Regions from separate parts of the Mus musculus genome. Here regions 2, 3, 4, 5, 6 and 7 are each linked to region 1. A link is a contact called in public ChIA-PET, Hi-C and promoter capture Hi-C data. All regions are on one chromosome and are shown on one strand. The core of a region is the stretch at or near the end of the contact, and the rest is flanking DNA. Distances in the headings are between cores, read along the strand shown. Region 1 holds the start of Zfp33b (zinc finger protein 33B). Region 2 holds the start of 4930542N06Rik (a long non-coding RNA gene). Region 3 holds the start of Gbp6 (guanylate binding protein 6). Region 4 holds the start of Gbp4 (guanylate binding protein 4). Region 5 holds the start of Hsd17b11 (hydroxysteroid (17-beta) dehydrogenase 11). Region 6 holds the start of Gbp9 (guanylate-binding protein 9). Region 7 holds the start of Nudt9 (nudix (nucleoside diphosphate linked moiety X)-type motif 9).

Region 1 (3,477 bases), core at 314-2,813:
TGTGAACTTGAACAATGTTACCTATGAGCACATGTGTATTGAAACTTAAAAAACAAAACTAAACTAAACTAAAAAACCCCACAAACTCCCACAAAAATAACTCAAAGTGGCTTTAACTGTTATATTTCTCACCGTCAATCTACTACTCATCATTCAAACAGTGAGGCCCCATGCTCTACAGATCTCTCTGGGTGGAGAAGATCAGAATGGTGGCTATGGCTCTGCAGTCTCTCATGCCTCTTTGGGAAATCCATGACCTCTGAAACCCACAAAGAAAACAACTTGGAAGAGCAATTTAGTGTCTGCTTCCTACCAAGCACCATGAACACATGAAAAACCTCTGAAACTCAAATCTACTTTTGAACCCTGGACTTAATTTACATGAAACATGCATTGTGGCTGGTGGTAATAAAACAAGGGACAAATGCTAACAATAGTGACTTTCAAGAAAAACAAGCAATTTCCTGCTAAGGAAATGCCATCAATAAGATGATGTATGATCTTGTCCTTATGTGTAATATTAGCTGCTGATCTATAACCTGACACACACACAGCTTCTCAGCTGACATAATTACATCAACAAAGTTTGATCCCACAGAACATCCCCAACTTGTATACCCACCAATCTATACAATTTCTATAAACATGCATGAATTAATAAATGCTGAGGAATTTAAAACAATCACTCACTTTGCCCCATCAGGTCCTCCTTCCCAATGGTGACTCCTGCAGATGACTCCTTAAACTTTAGTCTGTGAGCTAGCTCTGGTCTACACTGTTTCACCCTACTGTGTACACAGTAAACCATTCCTCCTGTTCTAGTCTGAAGGCAGAATACATGTTCCACAGGAATGCACTTTTCCTTTCACTGCAAAGGACAGTTAATCACAGGACTTAAATGAGTAATTTTAAAAACGCTCTTGTACATACATTTAACATTCGAACTTAGAAAGTCTAATAAAAAGGAAAGCAGGGTCATTGCCCTGGGGAGCATGAGACTGGGATGCACGTGACAACATAGCTTGTCTCAGAAACATTTTTCTAAAAGACTAATGGGGCAGCTGTACAAAAATTAACATTGCATCTATTTCTTGTTTCTTTAAAAACAGAGGCATATTGAAAGAACGTGCTCTCAGTCACCCAACAGATGGATGCCTTTTACAACTAGACAAAATTAACTCCAAATGAATCACAACAAAAAATGATAGAGGAGAAGAGCTTGTAGACTCTACTAGAGGAACCAAGCCTGCCTGCCACTGGCATCCTATCAAGGATGTTTCTATACACAAGACCCTGTTCCAAATGCTTTGTGCAGATTCAGCCCAGAGAGGGAAGTTATTCAGATGCCACCGCTGGGTCCAGGAATGGCTTACACTAACAGGGACCTCACACGCGGCTGCATCAAGCTGCTGGTTCCCGCCCAGCCCCGAGCAGGACCCACCACAGCGGCTCCCGCTCCTCACCTTTGTGGAGAGTGAGGATGTGCTGGCCATGCTGTATCTTCAGAGCTTCCTGAGCTTCCCTCAGTACTCGGCAGTTGAGGTGAAAAAACAACACACAAAATCACGTAAACTCTCGCAGAACCTGCAATGTGATTTCCGGAAGAACCCTCCTCCTTTTCTGACTGGCAGGCGCGTATGGAGACTCTGATTGGACAGTGAATCTGTCAGTCCATTTATTCACTTCCGTTGGGCACAGCCTGTTTGGGCTCCGTACCGGGGAATAAATATCTAGACTATTTTTTCTTTTCTGCAGCCTGGCTGGTGCTGGGCTTCAGGGGAAGCCAAGAGTCTGCTCAGGGATGGGAAATGCAGTCTTTGATGAGGCCGAGGCTAGAGCTGGTTAGGGAGTTCCTGGTCTGTGACGTGTCCCAGTTCTGGGGTGGAGGGTGGGGGGAGGTTCTGACTCTTGAACATCCAGGCATAGCTGAGAGTCCCAGAAGAGCCACGAACTGAATCAGGGCCCTTGGGGGCACATATCTGTGTGATATGATTTTAAATTATGTAGCCATATTGTGTTTACAATATTTTAGCTTCGTGAAGAGTAAATTTTAAAGCCTGTTTACAACCTCAAATCTATTCTTTTTGAGTCTCAGTTGACAATAAATATATTTCACGGCCGCTGTTAATTTCTTGCTGCCTTCCCATGGTGAAGCTCTGTATTATATGAGGATGACATGAAGCTTTTCTGTTCCATGAATGACAGTGCTTTAAGATCCTTGTCCTAGCTGCCTAGACGCCAGTCTTCTCCTGGCAGTCTTTGTAACAAGATGTAGAACTCCCAGCTCCTCTGGCCCCATGCCAGCCTAGGCTCTGCCATGCACCTTGAACTTCTGAATTGTAATCGAGCCCCAATTAAACGTCGTCCTTTTAAGAGTTGTCTTTGTCATGGTAACTGTTCACAGCAGTAAAGCCATAATTAAAACAGGAAGAGATAATTGAAAGTAGAAAACAAACAAACTACTAAAGTCCATTTCAAAAGACATATCCAAAGACACTACCATTGTTTCCTGTCCCCTGGACAACTCCCTGCTGACCTTACCTGCCATTGTGGGTTGGACATGACGTGACAGAGAGTCAAAGACACAGACTTCTGGAGTAGACAAGAAAGACAGTGCAAGGTCTCTAAACACTGCTGCAAGCTTCTTTAATTCCCTTCACCCATGCTCACTGGTACCAAGAAAGCATCTGTGGGTATGAATATAAATGCTCAGAAGATACTGTGGAATCACAACTCTTTAAATAATTTTAGAAAATTCTTACGACTGTACATGTCAGTCGCAGGTTTATTTGCTGAATTTACATGACAAAACAAAATACAAATTAAAGAAATAGAAAAAAAGAAGATGGTTTCTGTTTCTTGTCAGGATAATTTAAACTAAGTAGAAATTTAAATATGAAAAAACACAATGAATCCTTTTCTGAAGAGGTAGCAATTGTACATAATTAATTGCTAAGAGGATAATCATTATACAAGCTAAAGACAGGTGATTCTCTCACAAACCCCATGATGAGACATGGAGCCCCAAGATGACAGATGGAAACCCTGGGTCTCCAAGAAATCTTCACCAGCACATCTGTAAGACAACACACTCAAAGGTAATGTCAAAGTTAATTCAGGATATTTACTGTTGCTTCCATTTACAAACACATAGTTAAAACATATCATTAAACATTTCTTTTTATTTAATTGATACTAGTCCTAATATGCTTACAATTTTGTTATACATTATGACAATCCATCAATCATATTGAATCTGGTACTTTAGTTAATTTAAAAAGCAATCCAATTGTGGATAGCTGCAACATCTACTCAAAAGCATATTGGAAGATGTCCTAATAAGCTTGGCAGGTTCTCAGAGCAACACTGTGATCCAACTATGTAGACTCAACAATGTTGTTCATTTCTAAATCTATAATGCTGCTCTCTACAAAGGGGAAAAGTATGGATCAAATATTGCTATTTCTGTAGAAGGAA
Region 2 (3,477 bases), core at 377-2,876, 840 kb before region 1:
TCTCTAATTTCTTAACGGACACTGAACAAATTATCTAAATTGGTTTCACATTTACGATATTTTAAACGTTCTCTCTTATTTTTATATAGCAGTTGTTTTTGTTTTGTTTTGTTTTGTTTTTTCCTGTTAAGTTCTCAGACAAGACCAGAATGTATTCAAGAAGTCCATACGCTGGTATTGACTTTTAAATTTAGGTTTGTCCTCTGGGGTGGGGGTGCAAAGGGATCCTAGTGGTAGTTTTTCTAACCACACATCAAAGTCTTCCACAAACACATGACTATAAGCAACCTACGGACTTTGGGAAGTCAGTTGAGGACACGGATTACCGAGCCTCTTCCTTCTGACCTGTCAGCACCTGCAACCTAGGAGGAGGAACCACCGAGTCTTTAAATGGAAATCAGTTGACCCCTTCCAGCTCAAACGCTAAAATCACAGCTGTAGGCCAGTAAATACCCCAGAGCATAAAATGTCGACAGGAGGCTCCAGGGCAGGGGGCAAACGGCGGGGACCTGGTGTGGACCCCCTCGAGCGAGCGCCTTCACTTAAGGGGAGACCAGGGTGGAGAGGGAGGGCCTTTCCCTTCGGGGGCGGGGAGGGGGGTGGTGGATACACAGGTGCGTGTTCAGCCGTAGGGACAACGAAGGCACCGCCTGGGCGCGGCCGCCCCCTCCTCTCGCCCCATCTGACCCCAACATCCAGGAGAGGTGCCCGCAAGGGACCGCGCCCTCCTTCCCCCGGGGGCGTGGGAGCCGGGCGACCGCGGCTTAGCAGGTGACTGTGCCACCTGCCCGCAGCGGGAGACCCAGGTGAGGCGCCGCCAGGTAACAGCACCTGCCCTGCCGCCCCCACCTGCTGCTGCGCTCCCCCTTCCCCCGCCGTCCCCGCCTACCTTCGTGTCGGAGCCCCCAGGCCCGCGCTGCCCGGCCGGCCGGGGCGAGCCGAGCGGCCGGCGCCCGCACTCCGGCGGCTGCGGCTCAGCGGGAAGCCCCGGCGCTGCCCGGCTCGCCGCCCCGGAGCCGCTCCATTGTGACGCGGCGCGCGCGGCCGGCCAATGGGCGCGCGGCGGCGCGAACCGCTGACTAAGTTCGCGCGCGGAGGAGGAGCGGAGCGCGCGGGCTGCGCAGGCTGCGCAGGCGGGAGCCGGGGACGCGCAGCGCCGCCTCCGAGCCGCCCTTACCCGGATCGCTCCGCCACCCGGCCCGAGAGTCCACCCGGCCTTGGGACGAACCGCGGGGGCCGGTGACTCACCCTCCTGCTGCACACAAAGCGCAGCTGCCACCTCCCGGAGCCAACGCCATGCGGCCGCCCGGATGCACTCGCCCAGCCTGGCATCCGCGGTGCATGGCAGCCACACGCCTCGCCAGGAGCTGGGGCTGCATTCCAGAAACCCAGGAGCCGGGCCTTATGGCCGTTCCCCAGGCGCTCCACCCCAGCAGAAGACCCCTGCCTTCTCACGTGTGCACCCCTGAGAAACTTGTTATTGACACAACTTACTCTACCAGGAAGGGTGGGGTGTGCCGCGCAGAGCCTGCCTTAGTGAAGTCCCTTTAACGCTCTTTAAGTCGAGTGACTGGAAAGGTTGTAGGGCCCCTGGGAAGGAGGAGAAACTAAGCAGCTTCTGGGCCTCCAATACCATCTTTTTCTTTCCAGTGTCTTTATCTTCAGCGTGAGGTGACAAGATAGAGGGAGTACACATAATAGTATTTCATTGAGGATGGTCACCTGTCCCCCATCCACATTCTTCTCCTGTTAATGGCCCTGTATTTGAAGAGTAACAGTGTGCCTTGCAAGTTAAGCAAAAATTTAATCCAAATTCAGAACTCTGGGCTATTTAATAGTTCTATCCTCCTCCTCGAATCTTTAACTCCCCCACACCCTCCCTGTTCTGTTTTAAGCTCAGTCTTTGTCCAGGTTATTTCTAGCACAAGGATTCAATTCAGCAAGATTTGTATCTCTTAGTTGCTATGGTGTTCCCATCCCTAGGTAACAAAACACTCCCAGAGGAGTAAAAGAAGACAGCATTTGAGTCACCTGATCAGTTGGGCACCCAATACCTCCACACACTACGAAGGTGTGGAAGACTGCGCTGTATCCAGTAGCGACCAGTCATATCAGAACTCCAGCCCGAACTGCCCTGGAAGTCACTGCTATACCCGGTCCTTGTCCAATTCACTCTGAGTGGCAGTTGCATTGAGTCTGAAGCAAACATTGAAAACACTGTGAGGACTAACGGCTCCACAGCTAAGAGCACAGACTGTTCTTGCAGAAGACCAGAATTCTGTTCACAGCTGCCGACAACTCCAGCTCCAAACGTTCTGACACCCTCTTCTGGCCTCCAAAGGCATCCACACATATATGCACCTACATATATGTGCTCCCACACACATGTGCACCTACATATATGTGCTCCCCCGCACACGTGCACCCACATACGTGGCACACACACTGCACACACACACATCTTTTTTTTTTAATTCTTTCATTTGAACATACAACATATTGTCATTAAATTGTGTGTATGACCTTGTGTACACATTTGTAATTCTAGATGTAAGTATGGCCCTCAAACTGCTTACCACCTGGACAAAGAGGTGTTTGTTTTTTTATTTTCTTGTTAAGATTTGTATTTTTATGTGAGCATACTGTAGCTGTCTTCAGACACACCAGAAGAGGGCATCCAATCCTGTTAGAGATGATTTTGAGCCACCACGTGGTTGTTGGGAATTGAACTCAGGACCTCTGGAAAAGCAGTGTTCTTAACCACTGAACCATCTCTCCAGCCCCCAGACAAAGAGTTTTTTAAGTATCAGTTTGAGGGGGAAAAGTAAGTGCTGTAATAGAATCAGAGTATTCTAACATTATAAGCTGGACGTTTCTGATTTTTTTCTTGGCTTAATGTTTGAGAAGGGACATTTCCTCCTCCAAGACCCTAATAATGTTTTCTGTCACAACAACATGGCTGCTTGTGTGACTTTGGGGAAGTTACTTAACCCTTTGTGTCCTCGTCTCTACAGCCAGAGATTATAAGCTTGGTGGTCAGTTTAAATTCAATGGGGATGCATATTAAAATCGGCTTCCTTGTTTGTAGCTCAACCTATCAATAGGAAGCAACGGAGATCAAGTTCATTCAAAATGTGTTACGTCTGGCAAACCCCACAGATGTAGCTGTTAAATGTGATTGCTGTTAATACATTCCTAATTTTCATCAGCAAATGATGGCAGTTCTTATTACGACAGTTGTAGGAGCCAGATAGAGGACTTTGTACTGCTCTGGAAACTCCTGGGCTGTCATTCAGGTTTTTCCGTTTTTGCTTTAGGCTCCAGGTGCATCATGGCCTCAGCTGCTCTCAAATCTGAAACCTGGCACATCAGCATCATCTTGGCCCTTAAAGAACATATTTGGTGTCTTCCTCTTGCTTATCTGCTCTGGACGTCATCTTAAAATGGTGGTTCATCTTCTCGGCTCTTCAGACAAGC
Region 3 (3,477 bases), core at 621-3,120, 720 kb before region 1:
ATCACTCTGAGCTCTGCACCTAATGTCTAGGAGAATAAATTAAGGACCTTGAAGCTAGGTGCCTGGATATGGCCCAGTCTGATGAGTTAGAATGCCGGGTCTAGTCTCTACAGCACACTAGGCCAAGGCAGTTCCATGTGGAAGAGGTTTTATTGTAAGGGAGAGACAAGGTAGTGGCAGAAAGAGAAGGGTGAGAGAGAGTGAGGAAGGGGCGTTCTCCTCATTTATATGGAAAATGATGTAACACAGGTGAGTCAAGTGGATGTTGGGAATATGGTGCCTGTTGTCTTGGCAACCAGTCAGAAGGTAGCAGGTCATGCTGTCGCCTATGTGATGTCACAGGTTTGGGATGTCCTGATGCCAACACCGCCTCTAAGGGGTACTCCCTTGTTTAATCCTTCCTGTGAAATCACAATGGATCACTCTACAGCTCCCCCCTGCTTTGTGTTTCATCCTTTACAAATGGTGTTCAATCTCCCATCAGGGACAAAGTTCAGACCCCAGTCTGCCTCCCTAAGGGCTCAGAAATTAAAGCTTTCATTTTTCAGCTTCCATCTCTGAAGTTTTCTTAGCTTCTATATTGAACACAACTCCTACTTACTATTCTTTAATTGCTTCTTTTAAAATCAGGTTTTAAAATTGACTGTTGTGTTTTATGAAAAGAAAAAGAAGTCAGGTATATGTTTGGTGGCTGTCTGGTGTCTTAGTTAGGGTTTTACTGCTGTGAACAGACACCATGACCAAGGCAAGTCTTATAAAAAAACAACATTTAATTGGGGCTGGGTTACAGGTTCAGAGGTTCAGTCCATTATCATCAAGGTGGGAGCATGGCAGCATCCAGGCAGGCGTGGCACAGGCAGAGATGAGAGTTCTATGTCTTCATCCAAAGGCTGCTAGTGGAAGACTGACTTCCAGGCAACTAGAGTGAGGATCTTAAGCCCACAACCACAGTGACACACCTATTCCAACCAGGTCACACCTATTCCAACAAGGCCACATCTCCAAATGGTGCCACCCTCTGGTCCAAGAATATACAAACGTCATACCTGGTATGTTGAGGTGAAAAGGGGTACCTCTGAGGGCCAGTGTTGAAGCATTACCTTCTTCCTGAGGTACCAGCCACACAATTGTATAGTATAGAATACAGTTTATTTAAGACATGGAGAGGGGAGTTGAGGGGTTAGTAGAGACAAAGAAAGAGGGATAGAGAGGGGAGGAAGGAGGAGGAGGGACAGAGAAGAAAGAGGGTAAAAAAGGAAGAGAGGACAATTGAGCAAGAGAGGGGGGTATGTGAGGGTACAAGCAGCCCCTTTTATAGTGAGTCATGCCCACCTGGCTGTTGCCAGGTAATTGTGGGGCAGCCCAGAAGAAATGGCAACAGGGATGGTTCCTGCTTTAGAAAACACATGTTTAAAACATTAAACATGTTTGATCAGAAAGCACTGGGAATTTCCCCTGAGAGAAGCACACTTGCAATACTCCCGGATTTTGTAATTTCCACTGATGGCTGCCTGGGTTTTACTGTGCTTTATCTGTGCCAAGAAGGCTGGAGGAAACTGGAAATGGGTTCCAAGGAAAGAGAAGGTAAACAGATTCCACAGTGGAGGCCTGCTGTCCCTTGGCTGCAACAGAGTATCACACTGGCTTTTCGGGATAGACAGGAACCTCTGACCTCCCTTTCCAGTCTTGGCCAAGTTAACATGGCCTATTTTATTTTACTTTCAGTTTTGTTTCTGCTGCAGCATGTGATTTCTTTTAACTCCTTCTCTCTCTCTCTCTCTCTCTCTCTCTCTCTCTCTCTCTCTCTCTCTCTCTCTGTGTGTGTGTGTGTGGTCAGCTTACATAAAAGAGGAGCAAAGAGAGCAGGAGGGAGGAGAGCAGAAGGGAGCCTGAGGAGGCAGCAGCAGCTGAGAACTGCACTTGGACCTGTGCTGTGGGACCAGGTATATTTACTTTTCCTTTCTTTAAGGAGCAACTTAGTCTGGACCTCAGCTTGATTTCCAAGTCAAAGGGGCAACTGAGGGAGGGGGAAGGGAGGCAGATTATGAGCTCTCTGGTCTGCAGGGGGCTGTGGCTGGCTTTAGGTCTAGGAGGTCAGTTTCTTTCCTCTGATAAAGGACAGATACAAAGTGGCAGCCTGACACTGCTGGCTGCCCTGCTCTGTTAGACAAACTATGGGAAGAGCCCTGGTCCTGCCTCAGCTGGGACCACAACAGCTCCTGCCCTGGTTCACAGGCAACTGTAGGCAGAGGAAAGTCTCTGTGGAGGAACCGTGTGAGGAAAACTCAGCACAAGAGCTTGGCAAACATCTATCTGGAAATAACTTAGTTCCTACCTCACTGACTTTGAATTAAGTGTAAGAAGATAATCCAGTTCTATATTGATGTTTATGTTGTATGTGAGATGTAGAGATTACGTAGTGCTATGTGCATTTTGTTTGGGCTGCTAGTCTTATTTCATACATGGAACTAAGCTGCAGAGAGCCTGGTTTCTGGAGTTAAGTGACGTCACCTGTATCTAACTTCTGGAGATTCTGCACATTCTCCTTCCTTGGCATAATGTCCTCATGCTCATCTGGGACTGAGGGCAGGGCAGGGGAGGCAGGTTATGTGTTGTCTGACCTGTAGGAGTCTGTGTCTAGCCTAAGTCTATTAAGGTCTACAAAGTTGTGTACAGTAGTTAATTTTATTCCCTTCTTTGGCTGAATAATATTCTATTGTGCACATTGTCAGACTGTGTTAATGTATGCATCTGTTGGTGATCTGTTGGTGGGAGTCTGGGCTGTCTCCACAATGTGGGTATTGTGAACACAGCTGCCATGATCACTACAGCTCAAAGGTCCATCCAAGTCCTTCTTTGCTATTTTGTTTGTGTTGTAATCAAAGAAGAGCTGTTAGATCAGACATAAGTATTGATTTTCTCAAAAGCGAGGACTGTTTCCCATGAGGTAATATTCTGTATTCTTAGCCACAGAGTACAGACACCTGAGTTGTCTAAATTCTGGGTTACATGGATTTGTTTTTGCTTTGTGTGGTAGCTGTCCTTGTGTGTATGGTTTGATTGGCACTTCCTCAATATTTGTCAAAGACATGTTATAAGAAACAATGGGTCTATAGAATTGTTGTGCAACAAAAACAAGTAGTTCTTAAAAATAACAGCATTCATGCTTAAACTGTAAACATCAGCAAAACTAAGTAAACAATTTCAAATAAATATGTATGTTAACCCAAAGCAAGCTTCAGCCTCAGTAAGCTCTAAGAAGCCAAATCACACATGATCATGTGACTCTAGACTCTTACACCATGTCCCTCAGCATGGCAAAACAGAAATAGTGTAACGGAAAGTTTCTTCATTTTGCATCCATGTTTCCCTAATAAAACCTGATTGCCATTCTGTCCTGGGAACAGAGACACTTCACCTTTCACTCTGGTACATCCCAATTTGGACATTACATCTTTTTCAAGTAAGTTTATTTAA
Region 4 (3,477 bases), core at 455-2,954, 570 kb before region 1:
GGGGTGGGGTCAGAGACAGCAAGGCCCTGAGGCTCACTTGTCAGCTAGAATAGCAAAGCAGTAAGAGGCACTTTTTCAAGACCTCAGCAAATACGTGCATTTGCACACCTGTGCTCACTCACACACACACACACCTCTCTCTCTCTTTTTCTCTTTCTCGATATAATATAGAAGAGAAACACAGGCAAAGGATCATAGAGATTTATCCTGATGTTTTGTAGATTCACTTGAGTGCTGAAGTGAACAAAAGGCTTAAGCAAGTGTTAGAGGCAGCCCTGCTCCTGCTGCTCCCCTCAATCCTGTCTCAGAAGTGCCACTCAACTGACAAGAGCTCCAGACCAGAGACTCCCCTGGCCTTAGTGGCATCCAAGAACCTGCTGACATGAACTTCTTCCCAGTCCTGGTGTGGACTCTTGTGTGAGTTCTACCTGGGCCTGCAAATAGGTGGCCATGCAGAGCTAACAGATGAATAGGGGGAGAGTTCACTGAAGTAGAATTAAGGTACCAGTTTACCTCCATGCTGCTGTCCTGCTCCTTTGTCCCTTTATCACTCTGAGTTCTGCACCAAATGTCTAGGAGAGTAAATTAAGGACCCTGAAGCTAGGTGCCTGGATATGGCCCAGTCTCCAATGGGTACTTCCTTCTTTAATCCTTCCTGTGAAAACACAATAGATCACTCTGCAGCCCCACCCAACACCCTCGCTTTGTGTTTCATCCTTTACAAATAGTATTCAATCTCCCATCAGAGACAAAGTTCAGATCCCAAACTGGCTGCCTTCCTAAGGGCTCAGAAAATAAAGCTTTCATTTTTAAGCTTCCATCTCAGAAGTGAGTTTTCTTAGCTTCTACCCTGAACACAACTCCTACTTACTATTCTTTAATTACTTCTTTGAAAACAGTTTTTAGATGGACTGTTGTGTTTTCTGAAAAAGAAAAAAGAAGCCAGGGATATGTGTGGTGGAGGCGGGGTATGGTGAGGTGGAAGGTGGTGTCTCTGAGGGCTCCTGCTGAGGCATCCTTTCCTCCTGAAGTACCAGCCACACAATTGTATAGTATAGAATAGAGTTTATTTAAGACATGGAGAGTGGAATTTGAGAGGGTAGTAGAGACAAAGAAAGGGGAACAGAGAGAGGGAGGAGGAAGCAGGGAGAGGACTGGAGAAGGAAAGAGGGTAAGAAAGGAAGAGAGGACTATCTGAGCAAGAGAGATAGAGATAGATAGATAGAGAGAGAGAGAGAGAGAGAGAGAGAGAGAGAGAGAGGGAGGGAGGGAGGGAGAGGGGACAGTGATGGTTCCTGTTTTAGAAAACACAGGTTTAAAACATTAAAGCTCTTCACTCAAAAAGCACCTGGAATTTCCCCTGAGAGAAGCACACGTGCAATCCTCCCAGATTGTGTCATTTACACTGATGGGGGCCTGGGTTTACTGTGCTTTATCTGTGCCTAGAAGGCTGGAGGAAACTGGAGATGGGTTCCAAAGAAAGAGAATGTAAATACTTTCCACAGTGGAAGCCTGCTGTCCCTTGGCTGCAACAGAGTATCTCACTGACTTTTCTGACACTAAGCATCCTCTGACCTCCCCTTCCAGTCTTGGCCAAGTTAACAATGCCTTGGTTTACTTTACTTTCAGTTTTGTTTTTGCTGCATCCTGTGTGAGTGTGTGTGTGTGTGTGTGTGTATGTGTGTGTGTGTGTGTGTGGTCAGCGCACATAAAAGAGGAGCAAAGAGAGCAGGAAGTGAGGAGAGCAGAAGTGAGCCTGAGGAGGCAGCAGCAGCTGAGAACTGCACTTGGACCTGTGCTGTGGGACCAGGTATATTTAATATTTACTTTTCCTTTCTTTAAGGAGCAACTTAGTCTGGACCTCAGCTTGATTTCCAAGTCAAAGGGGCAACTGAGGGAGGGGGAAGGGAGGCAGGTTCTGTGCTCTCTGGTCTGCAGGGGGCTGTGGCTGGCTTTAGGTCTAGGAGGTGAGTTTCTTTCCTCTGACAAAGGACAGATACAAAGTTGTAGCCTGACACAGCTGGCTGCCCTGCTCTGTTAGACACACTATGGGAAGAGCTCTGGTCCTTCCTCAGCTGGGACCACAGCAACAGCTCCTGCCCTGGTTCACAGGCAACTGTTGTCAAAGGAACATGTAGGAACCTTGTGCGGAAAATTCAGCACTTGACCTTGGCAAATATTTTTTGGAAATAAACTTAGTTTGTACCTCATCATCTTTTTAAGTTTAGTAAGTAGTCAAGCTCTGTCTTGGTGTTTAGGGTTTGTGTGTGTGTGTGTGTGTGTGTGTGTGTCTGTGTGTCTGTGTGTGTGTGTGTGTGTGTGTGTGATGTAGAGATCACATGGGCTCTCTGCATTTTGTTTGGGCTGCTCTTCTTATCTCATTAAAGGGATTAAGCTGCAGAGAGACAGTGTTGTGGAATCTGTGACTTCTGGGGATTGACACATTCTCTGTCCTTGGCATAATGTCCTCAGGCTCATCTGGGACTGGAGTGCAGAGGAGGGGAGGCAAGTTATGTGTTGTCTGACCTGCAGAGGTCTGTGGCTGGCTTTAAGTCTATGAAGGTCTACAAGGTAGTGTACAGTAGTTAATTTTATTCTCTTCTCTGGCTGAATAATATACAATTTGGTGTGCCATCACATTGTGGTGGGAAACTGGGCTTAATCCACATTGTGGGTATTGTGAACACAGCTACCATGATCATTAAAGATCAAAGGTCCATCCAAGTCCTTTTTGCTAGTTTGTGCTGAAATCAAAGAAGAGCTGTTAGATCAAATGTAACTTTCCATTGTCTTAGAAACCAGGATTGTTTCTCATGAGGAAATATTCTGTGTTCTTAGCTGCAGAGTACAGACACCGGAGTTGTTTAAATTCTGGGTTACATGGATTTGTTTTCCCATTGTGTGGTAGCTGTCCTGATGAGTATGAAGTGATGCCTTGTGGTTTGATTTGGACTTCCTCAATGTTTGTCACAGGGACTGAAGAATTATTGAGGAACAATACCATGTAGCTCTTAAAATAACCTAGTTTGTGCTTAAACTGCAAAGATCAGCAAAACTAAGCAGGTAATTTCAAATAATATATATGTTAGCCCAAAGCAAGCCTTAGCCTCAGTAAGCTCTAAGAAGCCAAATCACACATGATCATGTGACTATAGACTCTTACACCTGGTCCCTCAGCATGGCAAAACAGAAATCATATAATGAAAAGTTTCTTCATTTTGCAACCAATGTTTCCCTAATACATTCTGTAATGGGAACAGAGACACTTCAGCATTCACTCTGGTACTTCACAGTTTGTACATTCTATCTTTTTCAGATAATTTTTTTAATTTAAATTTTTTTGTACAAAGTGATTAGCAATAATGAATATGATCTTGTGTGCTCATGGATGTTTGTAAGCCTTCTCTGCAGAAATAAGCACCCAGTGATTTTCTCTGTTTAGAAATGAGTTATCTGTGATGAGTTGTATTGCTATTT
Region 5 (3,477 bases), core at 471-2,970, 550 kb after region 1:
CAATCTTGAACTTTCCAGCCTAGAGGCTGGGCTGCCCTTCCCCCAGAGGCTCCTCTCTGTATAATTCAGACATTTTGGTCTCTCTCTTCTTTTCCTCTTCTCTCTCTCTCTCTCTCTCTTTCTCTCTCTCTCCCCTTCTACCCCAACTTTCCACTTTACCCATGGTGCTGTCTCTGGCCTTGGTCTTTGGGGCCAGTGAACTTAAGCCTCCTGAAAGCAGCAATGAGCTGACTTTAATATAATTTAATCTGGCTTAAATTGGCTCTGTAAACTGGAGGTGGAGAAATAACCTATCAGACTCCTGGAGAGGATAGGATACTTTTTCTCTGCCAACATCTATAGTTGTTGGAACAAGAAAGAAAGAAAAAAAAATAGAACCTTGTTGCCTAAAGTTACAAATAAAACTTAACAGAAGTAGCAAAGGGAGAGAGAATTATATTGGGATGATAGGAGACAGGAAGATAAAGAGCAAGCAAAGCAAGCCACATCCTCAGTGTCACAGGAGGAAAGTCAACGGATAACATTTATAGTTCATAAACCAACCACTCAACAGACAGGCTATTAGCTTGTTCCTGCTGCTAAATGAGGAGAAACTGCCTCAAAACAACCTGGGGAAGAGAGAGTTCCAGGCCAGCCAGAGCTACACAGAGGAATCCTGTCTCAAAAAGTGTGTACTGGGGACGAGAATGCTGGAGAGATGGCTATAGCTCTGTGGTTAAGAGCACTGTCCATTCTTCCTGTGGACAATGGTTCAATTCCCAGTGCCTACATGCAGGTTCACAGCTCCTAGTAACTTCAGTTCTAGGAAACCCAGAACCCTCATCTGCCCTTTCCCCACACCGGGAGCAAAAATAGTGTGCACACAGGCAGGCAAACCACCCACCATTCTTGAATATATGTTTTGTTTCTCGTTTTCAGATTCTCAGAGGCCGAGTGGGAGCTGGTTGCCCCGCTACACGGCTCTTCCCTGGGGAGATGGGTTTACTGCTTCTCCTAAAACTTGATTATGCCTTGGGAGGATACACCCCTCTGCCCTCCAGAAATGCTCAATTCAAATTAAAATGCGATGTAGGGTCATTTCTAATTCAGGAGCTTGGTTTTCCCTCTTGTGCTTTGTTTTGCTTGAAGGGTTGTTTGTTTTGTTATTAATTTTTGGTTAGCGTGCAAAGAAATGGGTTTGTGACTTTTATACACAAACGTGCCAGGTGTTCTAACCCGCCCCTCCCCCATAGCCGTCCTCCCATCCCCCTCTTGCTACTTCTCTTCCTTTCCCCAAAGAGTCCCCTTCCTTGTTTCCTGGTCCTTTAAGGTGTGGCTCCACATTTGCAACCCTTATGCAGAAACAGACAACTGTCCACCGCAGCCTGAGCACTGCTAGCACTTGCCCTTCATCCTTTACTGCGCAGCGTGACGACCTCTCCTCTCCTAGGTCTGCTGCAGACAGGGAGGGGATTTTTCCATTTTAGGAAAGCGTGAGGTAACTAGCCCTCCTAGGAGGAAGTCCGCGATAGCTATCAGGGTCGCACCGCCCTAGGGCTTGCCTCTGAACTTCGTCCCTCCCAGATTTCCAAGCCAGCGAGCAGTTGCTCTGACTGCAGTCCGAGCCAATGGCAAAAACCCTCCTGAAGCCCGGCCCCGCGGAAGGAATGGTTTCCGAGTTGTTTGTTTCTCTTTAATAGGGGAACTCTGCCTTGCTTAAGCTTTTACTCTGTGCGTAACCGACACCCTCCAGAGGCCGTTTAGGACCGGGAACGAGAGCACCGGGCCTCCAAAAGGATGAAGTATCTTCTTGACTTGATCCTGCTGCTGCCTTTGCTCATCGTCTTCAGCATTGAGTCTCTTGTCAAGCTTTTTATTCCCAAGAAGAAAAAATCTGTCGCCGGAGAGATCGTCCTGATCACCGGAGCTGGTCATGGGATTGGAAGACTGACTGCCTACGAATTTGCCAAACTTAACACCAAACTGGTTCTCTGGGATATCAATAAGGTAACCGCGCTTCGTCGCTGCCTTTTCTTTGTGGTCCACACTGGCAAACAACCACCCTTTATAGTTCTCTGTAGAGTCCATAGAGCATATAGTAACTATTCATATTTTTTCAGATTATAAGAGAGGCATAATTTGATATCTGTTAAGACCACACGATGAACGGACCTATGGACAATGAGAATCTTGGCTATCTCCCTTCGCTACATTAACACTACATTAAATCCATCCTGAAAGTGGCCTATAATCTCCTCCTACTGACCATCATAAACTTTTGGAAAATACAGCAGTTTTAGGTGCTATACCAAGAGTTAGATGTGTGCGGCTGTCAAGTCTCGTTTGCAGCTGCTGAGATGGGCTCGAAATGACACCCTACAGGGATCACCATTGCACTGCCAGTTGCCTACAGGAGTCATCTAAGTCACCTTATAGAAAAAATAGTTAAAAGTGAAATAACTTCAGTGCGGTCTCCTGTACCTTCAGGTTGAGGTGGGAGGTGAGTTAGAAGGAGCTAGCAGTGAAGTGTTGGTCTGGCTTTTGGTGGATGACAGAGGGAATCTGAAGGCATCTTCTGGCTTAGCGTGCCCCTCACTGCACTGTGTACATCCATTCTATAAACAAGAGGTCAAGGTTCATGAGATTAAATAAGAACTCTAACTCTAGAGTGATTGTGACAACAAGTAATCAGTGCTCCATAGTATCTACAGCCCAGATGGTAAGACCTGGTGGCAAACAGGAGATGGGCTACCTACGTCTGGTGGAGAAAACAGATAATTAGATATGTATACGATGGATTAACAATGCAAACTGGGCCAGCATGGGTCAGCTAGCCAAGGCCCAGCATAGGCATATGGTCAGGCATATGAAATGGGCTCTTTGCTTCTTAACTGAGAAAGACGAGGCTACCCAGGCTTTAGTTTTCAGAAGGCCAGGGAGATGGTAAGTTAATGTGTGAGGTGATTTAGCCAAGAGTCTAGCAGGTGGCACACAAACTAGTCTGAAATTTTATTCTTTAACAAGAATGGTTTGGGCTTATCGTTTCTAATATACACAATTTTCTCTAAAAAAGTGTGTTTATCCAAAAGAAAAAAATGTTTGATGACTCTTACTGCCTTCTGGACAGTATTATAATACAGAACTACAGATACCTGTGATGAAGCAGCCTTCATGAGCTAAAGACAGTCAACAGGCAACCTGTACTATAAAATGCACAATTGGGTGACATAGAAAAAGGAAGCATGAAAGGAGCTTGGGACTGTGGGGTAGGAAAGGCACACTGCAGGTCGTCTAGGCGGCCAAGGAAGGCATCAGAAGATGGAGTCAAGAGAGACTGGGGTTGCAGATCAGTGTTACAGTGCTACCGCAGCATGCACAAGGCCCTGGTTCAGTTCCCAGGACCAACACACATTAAAAACACAGGGACAGCAAATTCAAAGCCTGGGACAGACTGAAGAGAGGAAAAGTCTAAGATCTGATCAAGGTCCGAGCTGAAGC
Region 6 (3,477 bases), core at 417-2,916, 540 kb before region 1:
CTCATCCTCAGGAGGCAACGCCAGAGCTGAAAGCTTCAACAGGTCCACAGAGTATAAATTTATACTCTCCAGATGGAAATGTTCTGTCTTTGACCACCCAGTATTTAAAAAAAATATTCTATGGCATAGTTACCTGACAACAATCATGGTACAAACATTCTACAGTAACTCAATGTTTTCTGCTCTTACATCTTCACTAGTATAAGTCTTAGGACCAGGAGTCAAGGTCAGAGGATTTGTGAGTCTCCTTTTTAAGTCATATTCTGGTGTGGTACTGTGCATTGAGTATTTCATTGTCGCACATTATTTGGTACTTTTGTTTCTTTCTATACAGAAATAGGTATTTGATAATATTCATGATGAATAGAGAGAGAGTTCACTGAAGTAGAATTAAGGTACCAGTTTACCTCCATGCTGCTGACCTGCTCCTTTGTCCCTTTATCACTCTGAGTTCTGCACCTAATGTCTAGGAGAATAAATTAAGGACCCTGAAGCTAGGTGCCTGGATATGGCCCAGTCTCCAAGGGGTACTCCCTTGTTTAATCCTTCCTGTGAAAACACAATGGATCACACTCTGCAGCTCTCCCCACTGCTTTGTGTTTCATCCTTTACAAATGGTGTTCAATCTCCCATCAGGGACAAAGTTCAGATCCCAAACTGGCTGCCTTCCTAAGAGCTCAGAAAATAAAGCTTCATTTTTAAGCTTCCACCTCTGAAGTGAGTTTTCTTAGCTGCTACCCTGAACACAACTCCTACTTACTATTCTTTAATTACTTCTTTAAAAACAGTTTTCAGAACAACTGTTGTGTTTTCTGAAAAAGAAAAAGAAGCCAGGGATATGTGTGGTGGAGGTGGGGTATGGTGAAGTGGAAGGTGGTATGGGGGGTGGGGGCATGCTGAGGCATCCTGTCCTCCTGAGGTACCAGCCACACAATTGTATAGTATAGAATAGAGTTTATTTTGGACATGGACAGGGGATTTGAAAGGGTAGTAGAGACAGAGAAAGAGGAACAGAGAGAGGGAGACAGGAAGCAGGGAGAGGACTTGAGAAAGAAGAGGGTAAGAAAGGAAGAGAGGAAGATCTCAGGGAGAGAGATTGAAAGAGAGAGAGAGAGAGAGAGAGGGAGAGAGAGAGGGCAGAGTGGACAAGCAGCCCTTTTTATAGTGAGTCATGCCCAGCTCGCTGTTGTCAGGAAACTGTGGGACAGAGTCCAGAAAGAAATGGCAACAGTTATGGTTCCTGTTTTAGAAAACACGTTTAAAACATTAAAGCTCTTCACTCAAAAAGCACCTGGAATTTCCCCTGAGAGAAGCACACGTGCAATCCTCCCAGATTGTGTCATTTCCACTGATAGGGGTCTGGGTTTACTGTGCTTTATCTGTGCCTAGAAGGCTGAGGAAACTGGAGATGGGTTCCAAAGAAAGAGAATGTAAACTCTTTCCACAGTGGAGGCCTGCTGTCCCTTGGCTGCAACACAGTTTCTCACTGACTTTTCTGACACTAAGCATCCTCTGACCTCCCCTTCCAGTCTTGGCCAAGTTAACAATGCCTTGGCTTACTTTACTTTCAGTTTTGTTTCTGCTGCATCCTGTGTGTGTGTGTGTGTGTGTGTGTGTGTGTGTGTGTGTGTGTGTGTGTGTGGTCAGCGCACATAAAAGAGGAACAAAGAGAGCAGGAGGGAGGAGAGCAGAAGTGAGCCTGAGGAGGCAGCAGCAGCTGAGAACTGCACTTGGACCTGTGCTGTGGGACCAGGTATATTTACTTTTCCTTTCTTTAAGGAGCAACTTAGTCTGGACCTCAGCTTGATTTCCAAGTCAAAGGGGCAACTGAGGGAGGGGGAAGGGAGGCAGATTATGAGCTCTCTGGTCTGCAGGGGGCTGTGGCTGGCTTTAGGTCTAAGAGGTCAGTTTCTTTCCTCTGACAAAGGACAGATACAAAGTTGTAGCCTGACACAGCTGGCTGCCCTGCTCTGTTGGAGAAGCTGTGGGAAGAGCCCTGGTCCTGCCTCAGCTGGGACCACAGCTACAGCTCCTGCCCTGGTTCACAGGCAGCTGTAGTCAGAGGGAAGTCTTTCTGTGGAGGAACCCTGTGAGGAAAATTCAGCACAAGAGCTTGGCAAACCTCTATCTCGAAATAACTTAGTTCCTACCTCACTGACTTTGAATTAAGTGTAAGAAAATAGTCCAGTTCTCTCTTGATGTTTATGTTGTATGAGATGTAGAGATCACGTAGTGCTATGTGCATTTTGTTTGGGCTGCTAGTCTTATTTCACATGGAACTAAGCTGCAGAGAGCCTGGTTTCTGGAATTAAGTGATGTCACCTGTATCTAACGTCTTAGGATTTTGCACATTCTCTTTTCTTGGCATAATGTCTTCATGCTCATGTGGGACTAAAGACAGGGCAGGGGAGGTAGGTTACTGTGTTGTCTGGTCTGCAGGGTCCATGGATAGCCTTAAGTATATGAAGGTCTATAAAGTAGTGTGCAGTAGAATTTTATTCCTTTTTTTTTTTTTTTTTTTTTGCTGAATAACATTCTATTGTGCATGCTATCAGACTGTGTTAATGTATGCATCTGTTGGTGATCTGTTGGTGGGAGACTGGGCTGTGTCCACATTGTGGGTATTGTAAATACAGATGCTATGATCAATACAGCTCAAAGGTCCATCCAAGTCCTTGTTTTCTAGTTTGTTTATGTTGTAATCAAAGAAGAGCTTTTAGGTCAAACATAACTATATATTATCTCAGAAGTCAGGACTGTTTCCTGTGAGGTAATATTCTGTGTTCTAGGCTGCAGAGTACAGACACCTGAGTTGTTTAAATTCCAGGTGACATGTATTTGTTTTTGCCTTGTGTGGTAGCTGTCCTTGTGTGTATGAAGTGATGCTTTGTGATTTGATTGGCACTTCCTCACTGTTTTTCAAAGCCACGTTATAATGAACACTGGGTCTGAAGAATTATTGAGCAACAAAACCAAGTAGCTCTTAAAATAACTTCATTTATGCTAAACCTGCAAACATCAGCAAACCTAAGCAAACAATTTCAAATAAATATATATGTTAACCCAAAGCAAGCCTCAGCCTCACTGAGCTATAAGAAGCCAAATCACACATCATCAAGTGACTCTAGAATCTTTTTTTCTTCTTAAATTGGGTATTTTTTACATTTCCATTTCCAATGCTATCCCAAAAGTCCCCCACACACTCCCCCACCCACCCACATCCACTTCTTGGCCTTGTCGTTCCCCTGTACTGAGGCATATAAAGTTTGCACGACTAATGGGCCTCTCTTTCCACTGATGGCTGACTAGGCCATTTTCTGATGCATATGCAACTAGAGACAGGAGCTCCAGGGGGGTACTGGTTAGTTCATATTGTTGTTCCACCTATAGAATTGCAGAACCCTTTAGCTTCTTGGCTACTTTCTCTAGCTCCTCCATTGGGGGCCCTGTGGTCCACCCAATAGCTTACTGCGAGCA
Region 7 (3,477 bases), core at 685-3,184, 520 kb after region 1:
TTACTAATAAAGATCTTTGAAACTACGTAAATCACAAATTCTAACTACAAAATTCTAACTCCTGTGCCCTGGATTTCCCTCCATTGTTAGTCACAAAATTGTTTTTAATATGTTTTTATTCACTTATTTTTAGAAAATTCTATACATATAGGTGTATCACACTGGAGATAGGAGTGAATACATACACATAAACGTATTTTGATCATATCCGCCTCCCAACTCCTCCCAGCTTTCCACCCCATCAGTCATGTTCTCCTACATTTTTATATTTTATTTTTGATTACATGTGTGTGTTCATGCATGGGTCCTGCACAGGGGCGCAGAGCTGACAATGGAGCAGGAGTTTACACCTGACCTGGCAACCAAGAATGAACAGGGATCATCTTCCAGTCCATTCGAGCTCTTAACTGCTGAGCTATCTCTCCAGCCCCCTCTTCTGGCTCCTTCTGTTTCCTTTTAGATAGCCTTTTAAGATAGTCTAATTAGTGCTACCTACATAAACATGGGCATGGAAGGTGATCAGTGGATGAGGGGCCAAGCTCCTAAAGAAAACTGTAGTCACAAAACTCTTGAAGTTACACGTCTTTTGTTTCTCGACAGATGTTTTACAATCATCTGTCTAGACCAGCAGGCACTCAACAAACACTTGTTGACTTAGCTTTGGGTTTTTCTTTGGAATAAGCAGTTTCAGTTCTGGATATACTTCTTTAAGTGTTCCTTTCCCTGTCGTGCTAGAAATCACCAATGAGCTTTTCGTTGTTCTGGTAACAACCAACAAAAATGCCATTAGTGACTTCCAGAGAGCAGGAAGTTCTCCCCTCAGCAAGCCCCACTGAAGAAGGTGTATAAAGGGTGTTAACCCACACCAGCAGAAAGAGGACACTCTGATTGAGGGGTTTTAAGCACTGTCAGGAAAGCAGAAAGGGGATGGCACCGTGGGGCCTACAAACCACAGCAGAAGTAATTCTATTTTCAATGAGGTGAAGGAATATGTCACTCCTGTTTGGGAAGCCCACAGAAATTCCAAACTCGGTCTCACACGGAGCCCAAATTGCCAGGGAACTAACCTCTTTCCTCTTCGGAACCGAAAGCTTGGTGAGTTTGCCTCCTAGATAAAAGTCAAGCTTGAGGCGTGGGTGGTATGTGTTTTAAGGAAGACACTGGTGTCAGAGAACTTAACAGAACCAAACTTACAAACTTTCCAAGTCACTAGGAAATAAAGTTGCGGCCACCTCGCCCAGGAGAGAAGGGAAAGAACGAGGTTCCCAGTACTGAGGCACTTGTGCGCACACTTCATCTCCAGTCTACCCAAAAGCCAATAATCAGCGCCTTCCAGCGCACAGAAAACACTGTCTGCTACTCAGATTAACAGTATATATTAACAGTATATTCCATTATATGGACTCGGTATCACCTCTAGCACGGAGCAACACACCATAAATGCTCTTCAAACTCTGGTGATCTATGAATTAGCGTTGGCGCCTTATCTGGATGGGCAAATTAAAAAGTCAGAGATCGAGAAGGGTCCTTGCTATTGGCTTCCCAAAATCCAGTACTTCAGCACAGCCTACATAACCTCTGGAAAAGGAAGGAGGGGATCGCAGGTCCACCCGAGGTCTCGGAACCGCAGCCCGTCCTAGAATCGGGGTACCTGGGTGCGGGGACGGCGCGGCAGGCTGAGGACCGGACAGTCACTGACGCGAGGGCCACCGAGAGCGACACGGTGGCTACCGCCTGCCCCAGGGAGCGGCCGGCCATCGGCGCCTGGCGCCTGGCGCGCGGCCCGCGAGGGTTCGGAGGTGGCCGGCCTCGCCCGGAGCCCCGCCTTGAGCCCCGAACCTGCAGCCAGCGGGCACTAGGACCCGGCCGCGCTCCCCCAGCGCCGCTGGCCGGCGGCGCCAGCAGCCCCACGACGTACCCGACGCGCGACCGCGCTTTACGGCCACGCCGCAAACTAACCTGTGTGCCAGGCCTCTCCGTCTGCGCAGGCGAACTGGAGTGCCGCGGCGCGGCAGGACGCGGAGACCCAGAACCCTGAGGCTGAGCGGAAGGAGGGTCAGGGGCGACCACGTGCTTCCAGGAGAGGAGGGCCGTACGGAGGAGTCACGTGAGCCATGCGAGGTTTGAGAAGACGTAGGATGAGTCAGTGACGAGTCTTGAAACACCTTGGTTTGGTTTCCAGAAGCCAAGTAACTTGCTTTTCGAAACTTGCCCGCATACCGGATTCAGAGACCGCCTGTGAACAACAAAATGTGGGCGTCCCGCCGGTCACGTGATCAGGCCAGTCACGTGACCCCTAACCCTTAAGGAGGGAATCCCCCAACCCTGGAACGCAGCCTGGGCTCCCCAGAGCCCCCTTCACGGTGCTGTCCGTGGTGTTGGTGACTCTGATAAACCTCTTGTCCAAAAGGAAAGCCGGCCTCGGTTTCCCACTTTCGAACCCCAAAGCCAAAACTTACAGACAAGCTGTGAAAGTGGCACGCGGTCTGGATAATAACGAACGAAGGACTAAAGTTAGCCAGATTGAAAGTGGTAAAGCCAGGCGTGCATCGCGGCTTGCACTCCAGGTTTCATTCGTTTAATTGTTGATGAGACATATTCTAAGCCTATCATCAACTTTGGGCCTTGCAAAACACACCGTATGGCGTTGGCTCTTAAAGCCAGGCCAATCAAATACTAACAGTATCCTGAAATCCACAGCACTCTTGGGATGGGACAGCAAGAAAAAAGGACTGCACAGTAACACTTCAGGGCGTTGCCTTCGTGACTATACTACACCCCTTAAAATGCCCGCTTAGAAAAACTAAAAGTATGGGAAATTTCCTCCCCACCCCTGCCCAAACCTGGTGACAGATAGGCAGATCCCTGGAGCAAAGTAAAGATTATATTTTCTTTCTCTGCACTTTGGGGCATAAGCCTACCACCCCACAGTTTCCTGGAGATGTGGTAGACATGTCGTTGAGGTGTGAGCGAGCACTCAGGAAGATAAATCACCTTGGGCTCCAGCCCCTTCCAGAGATGGTTGTTTTCAGCTTGCTCCACTGCTCCTGTCATAAGAAACACGTTTGTTTCTACACACACACACACACACACGAACACCTTAGATCCTTCAGCACCATTCCCCGGCCTTCAAGATCCCTATTCTTTTTTTTTTATTTTGGTTTTTTTTTTTAATGAAACTAGAACCCAGTTCATAATGTAGGCTTTCCTACGGCAGCAGTAGCCAATAAAAATCTTTCCTTGTGACTTTAACTAGTATCCTCAAACAGGCTAGTGGTTTTGGTTTGGTTTTGTTTTGTTTTGTTTTAAGATTTACTTACTTATGTGGATGGACAGGGGTTTTGCCTGAGTATCTGTGCACCCCAAGTCTTTAGTGCCCGTATAGTCCAGAAGAGAACTTTAGATTCCTCAAGACTGGAGTTACAGGCGACTGTGCACTACCATATAGGTGCTAGGATTTGAACCCAGGTCCTCTGG

Evidence for each region. Promoter capture Hi-C pulls out the DNA fragments that hold promoters and counts their contacts. A called contact is a pair of places that touch in the nucleus more often than the background predicts. ChIA-PET counts read pairs in DNA pulled down with a chosen protein or histone mark. Capture Hi-C pulls out chosen DNA fragments and counts their contacts.
Region 2: a contact with region 1 is called in a promoter capture Hi-C map of pre-B cells, with 6 times the contacts expected there. The contact joins the promoter of 4930542N06Rik here to the promoter of Zfp33b in region 1. A contact is called at or near these places in 3 of 39 promoter capture datasets (embryonic stem cells, liver and pre-B cells) and 2 of 9 other capture datasets (adipose tissue and macrophages).
Region 3: a contact with region 1 is called in a promoter capture Hi-C map of liver, with 5 times the contacts expected there. The contact joins the promoter of Gbp6 here to the promoter of Zfp33b in region 1. A contact is called at or near these places in 7 of 39 promoter capture datasets (the 3T3-L1 cell line, 3T3-L1-derived adipocytes, the C10 cell line and 3 more), 2 of 115 datasets of contacts at active chromatin or transcription factors (embryonic stem cells and memory CD8 T cells) and 3 of 9 other capture datasets (adipose tissue, liver and macrophages).
Region 4: a Hi-C map of B cells shows a contact between it and region 1, with 11 read pairs. The contact joins the promoter of Gbp4 here to the promoter of Zfp33b in region 1. A contact is called at or near these places in 1 of 39 promoter capture datasets (embryonic stem cells), 2 of 484 Hi-C or Micro-C datasets (B cells and CD4 T cells), 2 of 115 datasets of contacts at active chromatin or transcription factors (large pre-B cells and memory CD8 T cells) and 1 of 9 other capture datasets (macrophages).
Region 5: a promoter capture Hi-C map of pre-B cells shows a contact between it and region 1, with 4 times the contacts expected there. The contact joins the promoter of Hsd17b11 here to the promoter of Zfp33b in region 1.
Region 6: a contact with region 1 is called in an RNA polymerase II ChIA-PET map of memory CD8 T cells, with 10 read pairs. The contact joins the promoter of Gbp9 here to the promoter of Zfp33b in region 1. A contact is called at or near these places in 1 of 115 datasets of contacts at active chromatin or transcription factors (memory CD8 T cells) and 1 of 9 other capture datasets (macrophages).
Region 7: a Hi-C map of erythroblasts shows a contact between it and region 1, with 4 times the contacts expected there. The contact joins the promoter of Nudt9 here to the promoter of Zfp33b in region 1. A contact is called at or near these places in 4 of 39 promoter capture datasets (the 3T3-L1 cell line, embryonic stem cells and pre-B cells), 4 of 484 Hi-C or Micro-C datasets (CD4 T cells, the G1E-ER4 cell line, centroblasts and 1 more) and 1 of 115 datasets of contacts at active chromatin or transcription factors (bone marrow-derived macrophages).

The regions. Positions count from the first base shown.
Region 1 is chr5:104,569,758-104,573,234 of GRCm38.p6, reverse strand. It overlaps Zfp33b (zinc finger protein 33B), which reads right to left and starts at 1,563. Exons shown (of 3, transcript NM_001346671.1): 1 at 1,464-1,563. The coding sequence starts at 1,493.
Region 2 is chr5:105,413,325-105,416,801 of GRCm38.p6, reverse strand. 4930542N06Rik (a long non-coding RNA gene) reads left to right here and starts at 1,626. Exons shown (of 2, transcript XR_389449.3): 1 at 1,626-2,550; 2 at 3,318-3,477. It overlaps Lrrc8b (leucine rich repeat containing 8 family, member B), which reads right to left and starts at 1,027. Exons shown (of 5, transcript NM_001033550.3): 1 at 890-1,027. Gm32051 (a long non-coding RNA gene) reads right to left here. Exons shown (of 2, transcript XR_389452.2): 2 at 2,880-3,477.
Region 3 is chr5:105,292,092-105,295,568 of GRCm38.p6, reverse strand. It overlaps Gbp6 (guanylate binding protein 6), which reads left to right and starts at 1,870. Exons shown (of 11, transcript NM_194336.2): 1 at 1,870-1,943.
Region 4 is chr5:105,137,813-105,141,289 of GRCm38.p6, reverse strand. Gbp4 (guanylate binding protein 4) reads left to right here and starts at 1,704. Exons shown (of 12, transcript NM_001359079.1): 1 at 1,704-1,810; 2 at 2,473-2,571. The coding sequence starts at 2,557.
Region 5 is chr5:104,020,039-104,023,515 of GRCm38.p6, reverse strand. Hsd17b11 (hydroxysteroid (17-beta) dehydrogenase 11) reads left to right here and starts at 1,720. Exons shown (of 7, transcript NM_053262.3): 1 at 1,720-1,986. The coding sequence starts at 1,777.
Region 6 is chr5:105,108,481-105,111,957 of GRCm38.p6, reverse strand. It overlaps Gbp9 (guanylate-binding protein 9), which reads left to right and starts at 1,666. Exons shown (of 11, transcript NM_172777.4): 1 at 1,666-1,753.
Region 7 is chr5:104,045,321-104,048,797 of GRCm38.p6, reverse strand. It overlaps Nudt9 (nudix (nucleoside diphosphate linked moiety X)-type motif 9), which reads right to left and starts at 1,934. Exons shown (of 8, transcript NM_028794.4): 1 at 1,652-1,934. The coding sequence starts at 1,758. It overlaps Mir5619 (microRNA 5619), which reads right to left and starts at 795; the gene lies at 735-795.